Linked DNA regions of Mus musculus: region 1 is linked to region 2. A link is a contact called in public Hi-C data. All regions are on one chromosome and are shown on one strand. The core of a region is the stretch at or near the end of the contact, and the rest is flanking DNA. Distances in the headings are between cores, read along the strand shown.

Region 1 (7,105 bases), core at 1,898-4,397, 130 kb before region 2:
ATCCTTGCCAGCATCTGCTGTCACCAGAATTTTTGATCTTGGCCATTCTGACTGGTGTGAGGTGGAATCTCAGGGTTGTTTTGATTTGCATTTCCCTGATGATTAAGGATGTTGAACATTTTTTTCAGGTGCTTCTCAGCCCTTCACAAAGGGCAACTTTGAGGACTCAGAATCTCCTTCCACTATGGGTTTCAGTGATCCAACTCAGGTTGCCAGACTTGCTCCACAAGCCCTATTACCCATCCAACCATTCACTGGCTTGTATAATAGTTTTCTAAAACATGCTAGCATGTTTTATTCTTGTAGCAATCATGTTCATTTGCATCCTAATTTGCTTTTTGTGAGAGATGAAAGTGAGATCACTAAAAACTGGGTGTGGCCCTGGGCAGGCCTGTGGTGATTATCATTTGGTGCACACGATGGGGAAGGGTTTGGGTATTTCAAATGCTCAGGATGCAGGGGGTGGGGGTATATATAGTTCATTTACTTTCCTAAACTGTAGATCTTTCCAACTCAGTGGAGTTACTTCTTTACTATCTGCCTTGTTGCAACAATACCTATATTTGTACTAGGACAGCAGTCAGGAAGTGATAGAGCGGTCATCGGGACTGAGACTGTTCTGGACAGTAGTTCACGCACGGCCAGGCAGATAATGATTTGCAGGTTTGAGAGCAGCTGAATGTGATACAAGTGGATGCAAGCTACTGGTGGAAGCCAGAGGCACACCCTTTCAATGCAGTGTGGATTTATGAGAGCATCAGGAGCCTGTGGGCTTTGAAGACAGGTATATTGCAATGATTTGGTTCATAGAGAGTTTGTGTTTATTTTGGTCACTCGGCGTCTCATCTGTATGGAGTGCTAGTTCCAGTCATGCTCATAAACCTACTTTTGATTCAGGTTCAGTGTCTCTTCCATGTCTGATTGGGAATAAAAAAAGAGAACATTAAAAACAAAAAAAAGACATAAATAGGTTTCATATGATCTTCAATCCAAGTTACAAGCTCCGGCTCCTCCCACTAGCCAGAGGTGGAGAAATCTTGCAAGTTTCAGTGACCCTTGCAGAATGCCTGTTCTACATCTTGCCCTCAGGAGCAAACCAGAGCAGGTTAGGCATAAACGGCTTCAGTTTCTATGGCAGCATCTTGCAGAGAATGTGGCTCAGACACAATCACTGCTGGATCTCACTGCGAAGGTCCCCTCTAAGGGGCCAGGTTCAAGGTTATTGTGATGCATGGCGCAAAAATGCATATTGGAACGAAGCAGAGCTGAATTGCTGAGGGCAGAGGTATGAAACACTGTCTCTCTCAAGGAATTCCATCCCTGGAAGCCAGCGTGGCAGGCCTCTGACAGCAGGGGCTTCAGGCGGACTTGTTTTTATAGCGTGTCAGAAAAATATGTATCATGGTTTCATTAGAAAATCTGCAACAAAAGTTTGTACTTTCTAATTCTACTAGGAAAAAAAAAATCCAAGCTGCTATTATCTTGCAACAGGACAGCTGTAAATGAGGCGGCACCGTGTTGGGTTTGAGGACATCCCTCCGTCTCTCCCTGTCTCTCTCCCTTCTTTCTTCGTTCCATCCTTAAATATAATACAAAACAGAACTAGATCTGAGAGAGGTCTTGCTCCCCCCCCCCCCCAGCAGAATTACACCAAGCACAAAGCAATGCATTTTCCAAATACCGTATGAAGTCCTGTCAATTAATTTCTTTCTTTTACTTTGAACCCTTAAAGAGATAGAATTACTTGCATCAGTTCCTACAGAATGGCAGCCAAGGCTTTTATTAAAAACACGGCCCTTCACATTTGCCCATATTTTCCTTCCTTCTAAAATGGGAGAATCTCAAGTGTAAAAGAAATACGAGCATACAATATTGTCCCTTTCATCCTTGCTCAATGCTCCAACCTGCCCGCCCCCATCTTATTTTTCTTTATTACACTTTAAGGCTCAGCAGCTGAACTGGCGAGAGGACTCTGGCAAGGCCCCCTCACATTGTATCACTTATTAATTCTCAGAATAATAAGTGAGAAGCTTGCTCTCATTGGCACCGAGGCTGGCAAAACACTTTTGTCCTTAGGGAATATATTAAAAAGACTTGATTTCCAATAAAACTCAGAATTCTAGGAGGTTGTGCTCCTCCATGCAAATTCTTTAATTTTTTTTAAGAACAAAAGATAAAGAGTGTCGCTGCCTCCTTGTTGAAAAATAATCTTTAAAATAGTTCTGGAGCCTGGGCCTGCAGTTTGTTAATAAAGTGGCCAGCATGTGCGAAGGCAAAAGGCGGATCCCTGGCAGTTCAAAACACAATGAGAAAAACAACAAAAACAAATACAAATTTTAGTATGCCCCCTCAGATGCATTCTGTGTATGTTAGAACATTGTCTAGAAGAGTGATCCTCTGCAATACCAATGAAAAATAATTTGATGATAAGATATGACTTAAGTAAATGTCATATGATCTGTATTTCTTTCCCCACCCACTCCTTCTCCTCTCCCCTCCCCCTTCTTTTTAAATTGCCAGCCTCTTTTGTTCACTAAAACCTGTCTGTGCCACGGAAGAGACCATACAGCAAAAACGGGAGAACAGGGTTTGTGATGTCAGGCTAAGGAAGCAAGGTGGAAAATAACGTGAATTCGTATCTTGTTTTAAACACTAAATGAAAACATATCCAAACCAGGGGGTTAATTAGCCTAGAACTGCCATAGTTTTTATTTTTCCTGTTCTCCTTCTTTCTGTGATTTGGGGAAATTACTTTCCTAGCACTGATAACAAACAGAAGAGCCAACCACAGTTCCTTTTATTTTTAGTAGGTCTGATTTATCTTGGAGTACTCTTTACTTTTCGTAGACCTCCAGCTTCTAAAACTATATATAGATAAACTCAGAACAGTTTACCAGAAGCTGTGCTTGTGTCGGATAAAACGTCTGTCCTAAAATTAAAATATACTGGAGCAACATTGGAGATAAACATTTTTTTTTTTTTAAACCTGACGAATAATGAGCTCAGTAATTCAGATATGAGCAGGCCTGACTTTGGGGGAAATGTGACCTAATAGCATATGATGAAATCTCAGATCCTCAGAGCACGCTTCAGCTCCGCTAACCTCACCAAAAACAGCAGTTAGTCCAGGTAAGACGAGGTGGGATGAATCAGGGCCAAGCCCAGGATCCTGTCAGACCAGCTTGTGTTCCTTTCCTCTCAGGCATCGTCCTCCAGCCAAGAAGGTTCATCTTTCCAGTGTATTTTAATACCCTTTGGGAACATAGCCAAAGTCCAGGGCTTTGACACCTTATTTTATCCAGAGATGGAGAAACACCTGGCTCAGGGGATGGGGCGCGGGGGTGGAGTGGGGCGTGGGGAGGGAGGGCTAAGTTATCAAACAAACACAGTGCCTTGTAGCAGCAGCAAATTAAATGTCAGCTCTCAGAGAGCCCCTTTGAAGTTGTGCAGAAGTCTAACTGCTGGAGTGCAGTAACTCTTCGCAAAAGTGTTACTAAAGAAACGAAAGAGCTGGTGAGTCGCCGTCTATTTTTGCACCAAGGGAGAAAGCAAATGAAGAGACATTTATGGGTATGTATTGAACATAGATGGTCCAGATGAGAAGCTGGGGAATTCCTTTTTTCTTTAGTATTATGGATGATAGTTTAAAGTATCAGTTTTGCCAACAAAGGTGGTGCACGCCTATAATTGCAGCACTTGGGAAGCTGAGACAGAAGGATTGTTACTTATTTGAAGTCAGCTTGAACTTCAAAGTAAGAGTGCCTTAAAAATAAAATAAATAAATAAATCTCATTTCAAACAGGAAATTAACTAATAAGATGCCGAGTGGTAAGCTATTAGAGAACCTGGGGATTTACCGATGCCAAAATCACTTCTTTTCCTGGGGACTCCGAAGTTAGATCCACTGCAAAACACTGGGTGGGATGTGAAGGCTGGATCAGGAATCCCAGGGAGGAAATCTCCTCCTAGCCTGCCTATTTCCCTCAAACTTTAATGGCTCTTTCGCTCTCTCTGTCTAATTGTCTTGGTCTTTGACTCTCTGTCTTTCTCTCTCTGCCTCACTCACCCCTTGTCCCCCCCCCCAGCCCCCTCCTCTCTTTCTTACTCTCTCTCTCCCTCACCCCTTCCTGCCTCCCTCCCTCTTTACCTCTCTCTCCAATACCTCTTTCTCTCTCTGTCTCCCTCCCTTCCTCCCTCCTGTTGGTCTTCCCTTTCTTCTCTCCCTCCCTCTAGCCCTCCCCATCCCCCCTTTTCATTCACTTGGCAAATGCTTCCTTCATAATCTTCCATCTGTGCCTGACACTCTGAGTGGTCCTGGGGATTCCACAAGGATGGATGAAGAGGATAGATAGCTCCTGACTGACTTCCTGTCCCTGTCTCTGGAGGAGCAGCTCCCTGGGAAGTGACATGCTGCCACATACCACTCATTTTTATAAAGCCACACTTATCTCTGATGTTTTATCTGGATTTCTTTTCAGTTCGGTCAATTTAGTCACTAAACGAAAACTCCAAGTGGACAAAACGGGAACATTCCGTTGATCCTCTTTTCTTTTTTGTTTTGTATGTTTTGTTTTGTTTTGTTCGAGACAGGGTTTCTCTGTATAGCCCTGGCTGTCCTGGAACTCACTTTATAGACCAGGCTGGCCTCGAACTCAGAAATCCACCTGCCTTTGCCTCCCGAGTGCTGGGATTAAAGGCGTGCGCCACCACACCCGGCTTGATCCTTTTTTCTAAGTCTTGGGGGAGAAGGATGGTATTTTAAAAATCAATTTAGGATCTAGCTAGTAGGGGAGAAAATCACAAAGGGATTTTATTTTTGACCATAAAAACACCAATTGATGAGTTCCCCCATCAATAACCTTTTGTTTTATCTCCATATTACTTTCTGAAGAGAAAAAAAAACAAACAACAAAAACAGAAACCAAAAACTGCTACAATTTTGCAAGAAATGAAAACAACATTTTTAAAAGTTACACTCTAGGGACCTGTAGACAGCTTAGCAGGTAAGAGTATAGCCCATCACACACAAATCCTGGCCTATCCCCCATTTTATACACCCTGGTTGTGGTAACATCAGCCTGTAATCTCAGTACTTTGGAGGTAGAGGCAGGAGACTCAGAAATTCTTTTAATCCCAAAGATGGAAGGAGAAAGACCACTGTAGTGGCTATTCCTGGTTGTCAACTTGACTATATCTAGAATGAACTACAATCCAGAATTGGAAGGCTCACCAGTAACCCTAATCTGGAGGCTGGGAGATAGAAGTTTCTGACCTGGAGTGTATGGAGATCTTGAGACATAGTGGCTATGGATTCCAGAAGATTAAGACAGGGAGATCTCCAAATTCAAGGTCAACTGGGATTAAAGGTGTGGTGGCATACACCTTTAATCTGGGCTACACCTTCTGCTGGAGACCATATAAGGACATTGAAAGAAGGGAGTCTCTCTTTCTCTCTCTTTCTCCTTCTCTCCTTCGCCTGCTTGCCCTGTGGGACTGAGCAAGCCAGTGGGGGCAAGCCAGTAAAGAACATCCCTCCATTGCTTCTGCATCAGCTCCTGCTTCCTGACCTGCTTGAGTTCCAGTCCTGACTTCCTTGGTGGTGAACAGCAGTGTGGAAATGTAAGCCGAATAAACCCTTTCCTCCCCAACTTGCTTCTTGGTCATGATGTTTGCTCAGGAATAGAAACCCTGACTAAGACAACCACCAATCCAAATCATGCCCAAGTTAATTAAAGCAAGCCTTTTGTTTGTTTTGGGTTTGGTTTTAGAGAAATTCACTTTGTAGACCAGGCTGGCCTCCAACTCACAGAGATCTGCCTACCTCTGCCTCCTGAGTGCTGGGATTAAAGGTGTGCACCACCACATCTGGCTAAAGCAAACTTTTTTATTCCTGGATACATGCAACCTCTCCTAAGGCAGGGTTTGAGAGGTCAGCATTGATGTGAGGAAGACAAGGGTTTATAGCTCAGGGTAGGGGGTTCCCAAGTCAGGGATTCAGCAGAGAAGCTAGGCAGTAGCAGAACATAAACATAAACAAGGTAGGCTTTTTTTTTTTTTTTTTTTTTTGGTTTTTCAAGACAGGGTTTCTCTATGTAGCCCTGGCTGTCCTGGAACTCACTTTGTAGACCAGGCTGGCCTCAAACTCAGAAATCCACCTGCCTCTGCCTCCCAAATGCTGGGATTAAAGGTGCGTGTCACCACTGCCAGGCAACAAGGTAGTCTTAATGACCTCCTGAAAGAAAGAACTGCAAGGTGGTCTTAACAACAGGAAGTCATAACAAGGTAGCCCTAACAACCTCTTTGGAACAAAGTTAAGGAAACAGGTGGGGCTTGGGGCATAGGCCAATCCTTGAGAAACAGATTTAATCATAAACAGCAATGAACCTAGTTTGTTTTTACTATAGAGATTGCTTTTAAGCCTAAAATGGAGGCAGGCTGGTTCTTCAGTTCAAGTTCATTCTTTGCTACTCACACAAGGTCCTGGCCAGTCTGGGAACTTGTCTCAGAAATATAAAGAGGGCCAAAGAGAAAGGTTTGGGAGCTTACCAGATCACAAGTTATAAGGGTAATATGTGGCTTCTTTGTTGTTAATATTATTTCACTTGTCATGAAAGCCTGGTGACAGAGAACTCAAATAAAATAGAAATAATAGTAACAACAAGGAAGGCCCACATTACTCTTAAGACTTCTGATCTAGTAAGCTTCCAAAAGAGCAGTTTCTGATCAGTCAGTCAGAATAACAAAAATAGGATTTAAATACTTAAGTTCCTTAATAGGCTTGAACATTTGACTGACAATCACACATTTCTTGCCTTTTGGAAAGCAATGAACTTCTTAAGGATCCCATGATATTGGAAATGGATTTTAAAGGCCCTAAATGATCCTTGTGCCTGGTTGGGTCATGTGACAAAATAACTAGATCATAAAAGTCTCTCTCTCTCCCTCTCTCCCTTTCTCTCTTACTCTATCACTTTCTTCTAGTGGAAGCTAGCCTCTGTATTGTGAGGCTGTCACATGAAAAGGCCCATGTGACTCAGAACTGAGGCCTCCTGCCAACAGCTACTTGATCTTGGAAGCAGCTCCTCCAGCCCTGAATAGTCTCCAG
Region 2 (6,476 bases), core at 2,699-5,198:
GAGCATTATTTTCCCCTAACCTTTGCTCCCTTTCCCCACCCTTGGCTTCCAGTTTTAACCACATTCAGGGCACTCGTTTGCATTTTCCTTTCTCGCTTGAACAGAAAGTCCAGAAACTGCATAGAGGCTGCCAATCTGATAGAGTCAGCACAGACATGCATGTCATCCGAAGGTCTCTTGGCATTATGAAGAGTTCAATGAAGTTTTTATAGACAAAGTAGTGTGTGTGTGTGTGTGTGTGTGTGTGTGTGTGTGTTGGGGGTGAGCTTGAAACCACATGGGATATGAATGGCTTAGTTCTGTCCATCTTACTTCCCTGCTTGTGACTGCTTCTATTGAGGACTTGGTATGTGTTGTTGGGGTAAGGAGGAGGGATGAAAAGAATTCTACAGCTGTTTAACCTTCTGCTAACATCTGGTTACAAGAAACATATTTCCAACTTCCCGCAGTTTGTTAGTGTGAAATATACAAGTTAGCTGTAAAATAAACTGGTTAAGTAAAAATATGGCTTTATATGGATTTTTACCTTGAAAGTGAGAAATATGAGGTTTTTTTCCCCTTCCTATTTATTAATGTTGTCTGTTCCTTGAAATTACATGTAAAAGTCTGAAAACATTAGATTCTGTTTCTGCTCTTTTTTTAAAGCTTGGATCAATTTCCTCCTGGGTGAAGTTTAAAATAATAAAAACTGGGAAACCATTTGCTCAATGCCTCCTGTTGCATAGCAATGTAAACAAACAGGTCCCTTTCCTCTGTTAGGAACATAAGAACATCCAGTGAAACAAACCACAAAGGTTGAGTTTTAAAAAGATGATTTCCAGGACTTCTTAAAAAAAAACAAAAACCAAACTTCCTTAAAAAGAAAAGTAGAGGGTGTTTTGTTGTTGTTGTTATTATTTTATTTTTTGTTCTTTTCAGGCAAAAGCACTCAGTTGACTTCTCAGGGAGTCAGACTTACACAACTGAACAGATTAGAAAATGTTTTCATTAGCTGGGTATGGTGGAGAAATGTCAGGAGTTTGAGAGCAGCTTGGGATACATGGGAGGCCTTGTCTTAAAGCAGCAGCAGCAGCAGCAGCAGCAGCAGCAGCAGCAGCAGCAGCAGCAGCAGCAGCAGCAGCAGCAGCAGCAAGTTCTTCCTTTAGTGTGTGCCCAGAAGAGCTGGGCTGGACACAAGCCACCCAACTCAAGAAAACATCAGGAGCACCCTGAGCTGGCCTAGCTCTTCTGTATGAAGTCTGTACTTCCAGACTGCCTTGTCTCCGTACAGTTCTCCTCAGGACCATCCTTTGCTCCTCTACTCTTCCCAGCTTACAAGTATGGTCTCCAGGACAGTAGCAAAGAACTTTTTTGCCCACGGGCCCTGGCAAGGAGAGATGAGGTTGGGGTAAGATGGGCTATTTCTTTTCCTGGCTCTCTTCTGCTTTGCTATGGGCAGGTTGGCTGTGTCCCTTTACCCAGAGTTACAAGAAGCTTCTGCCAGACAGCCTTCTTCATACATCTATCCTTCTTGGGCTCCAGAAATTTCTCCCTCCTCCTTGCCCCTTTCAGGCCTACTGCCAGGAAGAGCAGGATGCTGTGGTGTTGGTAGCACTGCATTGAAGTTTTGCTGGCCAGTCTTCCCATAAGGCTTGTTGGGAAATCCACTGACTATCATTTTTACCATATATACGCTAGTATCTTAGAAGTACTATTTAAGATTTCATTTGACTTTATAAAATCATGAGCTTTGGCACTGACTATAATCTCTGTCAATGAGGAAAGCTTACATGAGTTAGTAACCTGGCAGAGGATCCCTGTGTTTTAAAAAAAATGAATGCACAGGCTGGAGAGATGGCTCAGTGGTTAAGAGCACTGACTGCTCTTCCAGAGGCCCTGAGTTCAATTCTCAGCAACCACATGGTAGTTCACAACCATCTGTAATGGGGTCAGATGCTCTCTTCTGGTATGTCTGAAGACAGCTACAGTGTACTCATATACACAAAATAATAAATCTTTTAAAAAATGAATGCACAACAGTAATGCCCACCTTCTGTGGCACACTAAGAACTCAAAACTTTTAATATAAAATATGACAGATGATTGGTTTTGTTACCCTCTATCCTACTGCTAAGGGCCCCAAAACTGGCCACAATATACTAGCTCTTATTACCATATACTGCTCTAAGCATTTTATACCCATTATTTCCCAGTAGTTCTGTAGAGTATTTGTTCTATGGAGGCACTGAGGGATATAGAATTTAGGAAACTTGACTGAAGTTTACTCAGACATAGAGGAGATCACTAAATCTCAATTAGATTGTAGAGTTTTCAAGGCAAAGACCCATCACACATGCCAATTTTGTCTAGCTTTTCAGTGTCCTGTGCAGTCATCCCTATAGTAGGTGTCCAATAAATGTTGCTTTTATTCCAAGAGCAGAGGCACTTAAACTTGTTTTACAATAAGCAGTAGACTAGAAACATGAATGGCCAAACAGCAGCTGCTTTCTCATAGCCCAATAACCTGTGTGGCTAAGAGCTTGTAGGCCAAAAGTCTGATGACCAAGAGTGAGGCTGCAGCAGGCAGACAGAAACCGGAGAGCACTTGTAGGGCGGAGTGGGGATGGCAAGGTAGGAACCTAAGCCTAGGACAATGGAAAGCTCCACTAACTAAGCCTGAGCAAGTCTCAGCAAGGCTGTTGGCCCCAGTGAGACAGTCAACCTCAGTCTATTCCATGGTCAGGGTGAAAGCATCTTTAAGAATACCTAGCTGTTGATCAGACCTTCCTGCTGCTTTCTTCCCCTAAGCCAACAGCTCCTGAGCTTTCTGGCATTTCTGTTAAAGCATTCAGATCCCAGAATCCTTTACCACCAACTTAATGCCTGCTCACATCATTCCTAGGACACATGGCTGAGCAACTGGGAGGGGGCGGGTTGTCCAGGAGTGCTGGCAAATGGCACAGGCTTTCCTTATACTACATGTGTCACAGTAAATCCGGTTATAAATGTTCCCTCCCCCCTTCTTTGCATAGAGAAACATAAAGGGAGACAATTACTCAAGGCACCGTGACACTGTTTGAGTATGCCAAAGCTTGGGCTGGAGGCACTCACTGCATCTCCTTAAATATCTTTTTAATATCTTGGCCCGATCAGACATACCAAGGCCATTACAAAGTTTGCAAATCAATGCCCCAGCTGTTTTGGTTTTTAATAAAACTGAATATGATCTATTTAAAATGATTGTTTTCTATAGGGCTTTCCCAGAACAGGGCTGTGGGCAGCCCTGAAGGCAGGTCTTGGCTCTGATAGAGGTTCTCTCTTTGGATTCCACAGGGTGGGGTGGAAGTGAGGCCTCTGCAGGATTGAGGCTGTCAGCCTCACCTCAGTCCCCCAGCCTCACAAATGTGCGCTTCCTGATGAGTTTACCAAAACATTACTGAAGAATCTTAAAGTTTCAGTTCTTTAAAAATCACAGCTTCTCCATCTGGGATCAGTTCAAATGATTCCTTCGTAATTTTATTAGAGGTCCTGGCCCAGGCAAAGTCTTTTTAGTTGATTACTGCCATGTTGGAAACCGAAAGAGATTCTATTAAAAAAAATTAACCCTCTTGTCCCAAGGAAAAATAAAAGGAGATACACAAAACTGTCTCCTCAGCGACTATGATGTCCACAGTTCCCAAAGCTCTCAGTTTCAAAGTTCCCAAGCAAAAGGGATGTAGTATTATTAAGTTTGGGGCCTGAATAGAAAAACCACAATCTAAGTGCCCGTATATCAATTTTATAATGTTGATAGTTGAATGCAATTCATCTGGGCCATAAATGTGACATCCTGATAAACAAGTCCTTTTGAGGCTGTATTTGAAGATGATTTTACTAGTTTTGAGACATTGCAGTATGATCAGAAATGCGTCACCCACTCATGCAGTTTGCTTTTCTTTGCTTCAGTTTATATAAAATGACTAAGGCTGTGTTGCCTGGGCTACTTGACTGCAGATCTGTGTTCCCCTGGCTCAGCCAAAGGAGAAGATGGAGCCTCTTAGGAACCTTCTGGGCCTTGACTTCTCACCAGCTCATCCCAAGCAACGGAAACTCACTCTTCTTTCTCCTTCTCTTTTCTTTGTCTTCTTTCTTCCCTCCTTCTCCCCTTTCTCTTCATTTCCTCATTTTTTTCCTAACCACAGGCAAAGCACTGTCTCCCTAATTCTCTAAAGTTATCTATTCCTGAATTTTTCCCTTAACCACAGCCGAGAAGATTGAATAGCTGAGGTCGGGAAGCACGGAAAGAATGTCAACAATTTACCACTAAAATATACATTAAGAATATTTCCAGCAGTTTAATCTCCAGGTTGAATTTCTAAATCTAGATTTCTCTTGTCACATGACTGTCTGTTTTCACGTTTATTTGTGCCACTTTCAGCCATAATTTATCCTGTCCTAAATGAACTCTCTGTGGAAGGTAGAGCTGAACAAAAATAAACAAGTCATATAAACCTCAAAAGCAGGAGGCTAAAATAGTTGTCTTTTCCACAAGCCAATATATAAATACCATTAAACATTTTAAAATTATATTTGTTTATCTATTCACTCACTCACTCATTCATTCATTCATTCACACATTTAGTGGGCATATCTGTGTTCTAATTGTCTGCTCATCATATATACCAGTTTGGCAAATAAGTGACAGCACGTGTTGTATTAAATCTAAGGCAGACATTCTGTGGGTTTAGTCTTCCAAGTCTGATTGTTAAGGGATTAACGCTATCCTCAGAGTAAGGGCCTGATGGGCTTTATTATGTCCCCTTTAGCTATAAGAACATCATATATTATTCTTAGTTTGTGAACTTTCTTTAGAGATATTATTCCCACCTCTGTCCCTCTTCCTTATTGGACTTAGTAATTGAAAAATATTTTTGTTCTACATTTCTCTACATATTCCCTAATTGGGGGCATTAACATTTGAAATCCAATGAATGATTATCAAATGTAAGCATAGTTTGACAGAGGCAGGAGAGATGGCTCAGCAATTAAGAGCACTGGTTGCTTCTCTCCCAGAGGTCCTGAGTTCAAATCCCAGCAACTGCATGGAGGCTCACAATTATCTGTGATGGGATCCGATGCCGTCTTCAGATGTGTCTGAAGACAGCATACTCATATACATAATATAAATAAAAAAGAAAATTAGAAAATTGTTATCTTAATCACCTAAAAAATAGCTTGATCGGTTGGCACATGCTTCTTTTTTCTTATCTGGCCTGTGCAGTGTTTATTTGTTATTTCTTGTCTATCACAACCCATCCTGAATCCCAACATTCAGTTTTCCATTAAAGAGTTGTATTCTCCTCATTGTGTGAGATCTTGGTAGTTTAATCTGAACATCCATTTCCCAGTCTGAGAACTGGAAGGAAAAGTACTTTTTGTATAAATAATGTATGTTTTATTTCATGTGCAGAACCTAGATTCTTTCTGGTTTTTGTTTCTTGTTTTTTGTTTTTACGGAAACATGCAGTTAGGAGCATAACTAGTTGGTGGGGTTGGGGAATAAGGGCAGAGAGGGAAGAGGACAAGAAAGGGTGATGGGGTGAAATATTATTAACGTATATTGTAGACACATATGAAAGTCATGATACCCATTATCTTGTATAATTAATATACAGTAATAGAAATGTCCAGTTTCTCATTATATGTGTGTGTGTGTGTGTGTTTGATTAAAGAGTTAAGAGCCAGGAAGAGTTTGAAAGTCAAGCAAAGCCAAAGCCTATTCAAAGAGGACAAGTTCATTAGAGTTTAAAAGAATATCCCAAGGTAGGCACACTGTAAATCTCAGCAGCTGCCTGGAGGAAGAAAATGGAAGAGAGAGAGAGTGATGGCTTCTAGGAACTGTGCTACAGGGCATGAATTCTGAGAAGTATAAGTCTAGTTTCTCACTGAGAGGAATGATTATTCTGCCTATTTCTTTAGCATAGACTAAGGTGAAATGATCCTTGGACCTCAAAGGGATGGTCCTTCCTTCCTGAGAGGTGGTCCTTTGGCTAGATGATTAGCTGGCCTGACTGGACTAGCTTGTTTGTTTATGGTTTGGGGTGGTATGTAATGTCAGATCTTCACCCAGGCTGGAGATTTCATCCTCTTAACCAAAAGAACATAGGTTTCTCTTAATGGGTAATTGTTACTGCTGTGCTGCTAAGTGTCAGCTCTTCTGCCTGCTCCTGCTTCCTTATTGATTTTGTTCTTGCTGTTGTCACCCTATGGACATCCAGGGAAGGGTATTCTACCTAAATGTGACCACTTAGTCTTTTCTGGCTTGTTGAAGATCATGTAGTTTTCATGAGGACAGAGAATACACTTCCTTTACACTGTGAACTAAAACCCTATGAGATCAACTTGACTGGATCTGCAACCTCTTAGAAGACAAACCTCTGGATGTGTCTATGGAAGTTTATTTCCAGGGAGGATTAAGTGAAGGGACAAAACCTGTATTTAGATTGGATGATCTTCCC

What was found. A called contact is a pair of places that touch in the nucleus more often than the background predicts.
Region 1: a Hi-C map of uterus shows a contact between it and region 2. The contact joins two enhancer-like sites. A contact is called at or near these places in 1 of 15 datasets of contacts at CTCF or cohesin (the NIH/3T3 cell line) and 2 of 484 Hi-C or Micro-C datasets (nephron progenitors and uterus).

The regions. Positions count from the first base shown.
Region 1 is chr3:58,330,358-58,337,462 of GRCm38.p6, reverse strand. No RefSeq gene overlaps it. Among named protein-coding and RNA genes, the nearest start is that of Gm32847, 32 kb to the right of the region's middle. Within about 2 kb of position 3,147, at least 21 of the 459 cell types and tissues checked have an H3K27ac peak or open chromatin away from gene starts, as enhancers often do. A contact at or near this core is called in uterus, where this site is marked.
Region 2 is chr3:58,200,798-58,207,273 of GRCm38.p6, reverse strand. No RefSeq gene overlaps it. Among named protein-coding and RNA genes, the nearest start is that of Gm40057, 7.9 kb to the left of the region's middle. Within about 2 kb of position 3,948, at least 43 of the 459 cell types and tissues checked have an H3K27ac peak or open chromatin away from gene starts, as enhancers often do. A contact at or near this core is called in uterus, where this site is marked.